Linked DNA regions of Sus scrofa: region 1 is linked to region 2. The links are chromatin contacts, called in public Hi-C maps. All regions are on one chromosome and are shown on one strand. The core of a region is the stretch at or near the end of the contact, and the rest is flanking DNA. Distances in the headings are between cores, read along the strand shown.

Evidence for each region. A called contact is a pair of places that touch in the nucleus more often than the background predicts.
Region 1: a Hi-C map of embryonic fibroblasts shows a contact between it and region 2, with 2.0 times the contacts expected there. The contact joins two enhancer-like sites. A contact is called at or near these places in 2 of 47 Hi-C or Micro-C datasets (embryonic fibroblasts and fibroblasts) and 1 of 2 datasets of contacts at active chromatin or transcription factors (skeletal muscle).

Annotation. Positions count from the first base shown.
Region 1 is chr5:66,858,785-66,861,484 of Sscrofa11.1, forward strand. All of the region lies in intron 1 of TSPAN11 (tetraspanin-11), which reads left to right. Among named protein-coding and RNA genes, the nearest start is that of TSPAN11, 7.3 kb to the left of the region's middle. Within about 2 kb of position 1,362, at least 32 of the 83 cell types and tissues checked have an H3K27ac peak or open chromatin away from gene starts, as enhancers often do. A contact at or near this core is called in embryonic fibroblasts, where this site is marked.
Region 2 is chr5:66,590,397-66,593,096 of Sscrofa11.1, forward strand. All of the region lies in intron 5 of CRACR2A (EF-hand calcium-binding domain-containing protein 4B), which reads left to right. Among named protein-coding and RNA genes, the nearest start is that of CRACR2A, 17 kb to the left of the region's middle. Within about 2 kb of position 1,280, at least 10 of the 83 cell types and tissues checked have an H3K27ac peak or open chromatin away from gene starts, as enhancers often do. A contact at or near this core is called in embryonic fibroblasts, where this site is marked.

The DNA.
Region 1 (2,700 bases), core at 112-2,611, 270 kb after region 2:
ACACTCACGGCATATGGAGGTTCCCAGGCTAAGGGTTGAATTGGAGCTGCAGCTGCCAGCCTACACCACAGCCACAGTAACACAGGATCTGAGCTATACCTGCAACCTACACCACAGCTCACGGCAACGCCAGATCCTTAACCCAGTGAGCAAAGCCAGGGATCGAACCTGAGTCGTCATGGATCCTAGTCCGATTTTCGTTTCCACCGAGCCCCAACGGGAACTCTCTTACTCGCTTTTAATAACATTGTTAGTAAAGACAAATTGATGTTTTTAATTATTTGCATGAGTTTTACCATTCGCCTCTATATTGCGCAGTGCCAGTTTTACATGTAAATTTACAAGCATTTAACTCATACATTGAATCATCAAAGTGACACAATTCCTTTTTCAAAGCTCTTCTGTGCCCATGTATTTTGTTCTCACCGTGACAGTGAAACTGGTGCAGGAAACTAACTCAACTGTTATTATTTCACTTCTTGATACACACACACACACACACACACACACACTTTCAGCACACTCCCCCTTTGGCCTAAGGGTAATAAAGGAAGAGCGGAAAGAGAAAGAACCTATGTACCACTGTCTTTCTTTTCCTCCCGTGTCATCAGTTTTCAGTGTAAGTGTTGACTAATGCAGGAAGCAACAGAAACAGGAAAGGCCAAAGCCATGGCAGGGTCCCTTGGGTGGAGGCTTTCTTCGAATGCACTGCTTTCTGGCTGCTTTGAGCCAAGCTCTGGTTCCAGCAGAGAGCCTGGCCTCCCAGGCCACCAGCACCACCCCCTCCGTCACAGACAGAACCCCTAACCTGGACTTGCTCTGAGGCTCTCCGAGCCCCACGCATCATGGGTGCCCTGGAATTCTCCGGGGGTACTGGCAACGCCAGGACACAGGAGGCAGCAAGGGACGGCAGTGACACACACCATGTCTATCTCCTCAGCTCACATTCACACCCGCCATCCCTGGGACTTCATTTGCAAAACACAAATTCAAAGATAAATTATTAAGAATTTCGAGGAGTTCCCGTCGTGGCGCATTGGTTAACGAATCCGACGAGGGACCATGTAGTTGCAGGTTCGATCCCTGGCCTCACTCAGTGGGTTAAGGATCCGGCGTTGCCGTGAGCTGTGGTGTAGGCTGATGGCTACAGCTCCGATTCGACCCCTAGCCTGAGAACCTCTACATGCCTCAGATACAGCCCCAGAAAAGGCAAAAAAAAAAAAAGAAAAGAAAGAAAAAAAAAAAGAATTTCGAGATGAAACGGCCAAGCATTAAACCAGGCACGGGGCCCCTGTGAGGCTGCGAGTGTTTCTGGCCCAGGAAGGCAGTGAGTGCCAGAACCCTTGTCCTCGTGTGGGTCACATTTCTGGATGGTTGCCCAGTTAGGGCAGAACTAAGCCTTTCTGAGTGGGCCGGTCAAGGGCCCTGGATCCCCTTTCGTGATGTGTATCTTTGGAAAATGCCAGAGGCTGCCGTTTCCTTTCCAGGTCTCCACCCTCTGCTTTAAATCATTTACATTTTTAAAAAGTCAGCTGAGGTCATTCGCACAGAGGTTCTAGTGGGTTTTAAAGGCTCAGAAGAAAAGAATAACAGACAGGAGCAGAAATGGGTGTTGCCCCTTTGGGCTGAGGCCTGGAACAGATTGAAAAGCAAAACGCCTCTAAGAACTTGGAGGCCTGCGCTGAGAAATGCACTGGCTCCTCGCTGCTTTGGCTTTTATGCCAAAGCCCAGCAGATAGGTCGGGACAGGGAAGGGAGTGGCCTGGTGACCAGGGACCCAGTGCTGTCTCAGAGTTGGGGTGAAGTGAGGAGGGGGAGGGGCCGTGTGCAGGGGCCACACGTCTCCACACTTTAGGGTGTGTTTGGCACACACAGAGGTTTAGGGAAGCCAGGAGGGTTTTTTGGTTTTGTTTTTGTTTTGTCTTTTCTAGGGCCACACCCTCAGCCCATGGAGGTTCCCAGGCTAGGGGTCTAATCGGAGCTACAGCTATCAGAGCCGTGTCTGCGACCTACCCCACAGCTCACCGCAACACAAGATCCTTAACCCACTGAGCGAGGCCAGGGATCGAACCCGGAACCTCATGGTTCCTCGTTGGATTTGTTAACCACTGAGCCAAGACAGGAACTCCCAGGAGTTTTATTCCAGAAGGAAAAAACTCCTCTCTCTGTAGGAAGAGAGGGTGGGACAGGAAGTTAGGACTAGAAGCCCTGGGAGAGATGGAAACACTCGGAAGGCAATTAGCACTTTCTGGTAGCTCTGAACAGAAGGCTGAGGGCTTTTACGCTGCTGAAAACCGAAAGTTCCAAGCCAGTCCTGGGAAGCAGGTGCTGGTACTGCGAACTGGAGGAGGGTGGGAGTAAGCCCCCAGCCCCCTCTTTTTAATGTAGAAAGGAAAAGTGAGTTAGAAAAAACAGTGATAAAAACAAGCAGAAGTGAGCGGGAGAAGCCCCAATGACCTCAGACCTTCAAATACTGCGAATCGTTCTGCCCTCCCCCTTGGTTTTAATTTACTCTGTGATGACTGCTAACTGTGAGTCGCTGCTTCTATCATTAGATTTAATAGTTGCAGGACTGGCTGATCTCCAGGGCTCTGCAAACTGTTTCTGGATGACCTGCAAGCCAAGGATGATTTTTACAAACTTACAGGATTGAAATAAAAAACAAAGAAGAATATAGAGCAGAAGCCAGAGGCCCACAGA
Region 2 (2,700 bases), core at 30-2,529:
GATTCACAGTGAAATAGCCTGGCACCCAAGACCCATTAGAAACCCCTCAACCTGTCTTGGGGCAGGAAGGCCCCATTCAGAGGTGTAGCAGGAAGATTCTGGGGCAGGGCTGCCAAGGCTCGCAGAGAGGAAGGGTTGATGAGAGGAGTGGTAGGTCAGACAGAGCCAGGTTTGAATCTTGGCTCTGCTACTTCCTGTGTGACTTAGGCCAAGTTACTTAACCTCTCCGAGTGGCAACTTCCTTACCTGTAAGACAGGGATGATAATAGTATCCATCTCATTGACTTGTGAGGATTTGGAAGCATGCTGGCATGTAGTAAGCATTCGATGAACGGTAAAATAGTGCCATTTGTTATTATTTTAAATAAGTACGTGTGTGAGTCTTGGAGGGTGTGTCTGGCCAAGTGGAGAGTTTGAGGTGAAGCATAAGGCTCCTTCACTCTCCCAGACGACACGATGTGGAGCTTTGCTGTCAAAGTCTAGTGCGTGGACCAGCAGCATCAGCATCGGCATCACCTGGCAGCATCCCAGGAATGCAGGGTCTCAGGCCTCGCCCCAGCCCCACCGAATCTGCATTCCAGCTAGCTTGGTGACCTGGTCCTAGCCCCTAGGCTTCTCTGAGCCTTGGTTTTCCCACCTGTAAAATGAGGGGCTGGATTATTTTCTGCCCCTTGCCACCCCTCCTCTCTGAGCCCAGCATCGATCACCCCGAGGAGCCACAGCGAAAGTCAGGTGACCCCTCCAGAGGGGATGGCTTCCTTGTTCCCTAAGGAGGCGAGGGCCCGAATGGCTGCAGTGATGCAGCTCAGGGCCTGAATCTTATCTGCAGGGAGCTCCGCTGCTGGCCTGCACCCTCACAGGGAGAGGCCTGCCCCAGAGCCTCTTAGCCCTTAGTCCATCTCCTAGTGGCCTCCACTGGTATTTTTCTCCCCACTTAATGATGATTTAAAAGTCCTTGAGATGAAAGTCAAAGTCACTCTCGGCTGTATGGGCAAAACTAGCTCAGCCAAGTGTTCTGGCCCTGCAGCCACACCTGCCCCGGTCAGCTGGCAAAGCCAGCTTCCAGCTGGGAGCTCAGGTGGGCTTGGGGTCCCTCTGGCAGTGCCTTTTCAGGGTGTCCTCCGAGTGCAGAACCAGAGACCTAGGCTGAGCAGAGCCCTGAAGCAGGAGATGGGAGCCACCCAAGCTCCTGCCTGGGCCCTGCTGCTAACCAGCTGTGTAACCCCAGGCAGCTTGCTTCACTTCTCTGAGCATCCGTTTCCTTACTGGCAACATTCAAGAACGGGATTGGGTTTCTCAGACTTTCTGGTCATGACTCACCAGAAGAAATGCACTTGACTTTGCGGCTCCCACACACTCATTTGTGTGAATTACTCAAGATTTTCATGAAATGTGCTCACCCTCATTAGCTGTGACGGCCTCCGAGGGTTTCTGTTAGAGTCATTTGTGTTCTCTTCTCTTCTGTTAAAGAAAGAAAAGAGTTGGTCACATCCTGCTTCCAGGTTGTTCCTGGACCACGTGATCCCTAGAGATCCTTGCAGCTCAAAAGTCAAAGAAGAAACTGGAACCCCCATGGGGTTACAGAATGATTAGGTGGGGGGCTTTCCAAATGGCTCAGGCTGAAGCCAAGGGTTCCCAGGACATCTAGGAGACAAGCTGGGGGTTCAGGTTGTTTGGGGTGAGGGTGCACTCTGGTTGGTGGTGGAGGAGGAAGGAAGGGCTGGGGAATGGTTTGATTCAGGCTGGAGTCAGGGGATCTTGGGGCATCTCCCAGGCTCCTCTACAAGCTGGCTTTTTGGCACAGGGGCTAACATGTCACTGCATCTGGGAAACAAGCACTGTTCCAGAGACGCACCGAGGCTTGACTGCCATGTGCTGCCCTGGGCTGGGCATTGGGGAACAGTTGCGTGCGACCAGTAGCTGGCGTGTCACAGGCACTGACTCAGTGCCAGGTTGAACTAAGCACACACTACACAGAGGCCCATCTTTAAGGAGTTTATGATCAGACCAAGGAGGCAGAGCCATAAAAATGCCGCTGCAAAGCTGATTAGAGAATCCCTGTGCTGTCGAAACACTAGACAATTAGACAGCGTTGCCATTGGCAGCAGCGGCCTTGGCTTCCTCCTCCGTTTCTGAGCCACACGCCTCATGTATTCCTCCCACGGTACCCAGAGAAATACGACTGATCTGGGAGGAGTCCTGGCTCCAGCTCCCCAGACTGCCCGTGCCCCTCGGGGTTACGGGTTCTCTGCAGAGTGGGAGAGAATCCCCCATCCCAGCAGCCTCCAAGGTCACACCCAGGCAGTGCTTGGGATTGGCATCCCAAAGCTGATGCCAGGGCACCCAGGTTCTGGGGCATGTCAGACAACCCGGGGCCTTTTCTCACTGCCGTGGGTTTTAATTTCTGACCCTGCATTTGGGAGGAGGGCCAGGAGGCGAGTCTGGGAAGTTCCACCTCCCACTGTCTTGTCCTTGGGGGCAGAAGCTGAGAACATCTCAGATCTGAGCTGGAATCTGGGTTCAGTGTTTGGTGCGGGTCCAGTGGGAAACAGCCACAGCCCGGTGGGGCAAGGCGCGGGACAAGGTTGAATGTGGTGGCCTCGGGTTAAAGCCCAGCTCCCCTCTGCCCCTCCAGAGCGGGGGACACTCCCTCTGCACCTCCACTTCCCTCCAAGGAGGAGGGGATCCAACTGCAAGCAA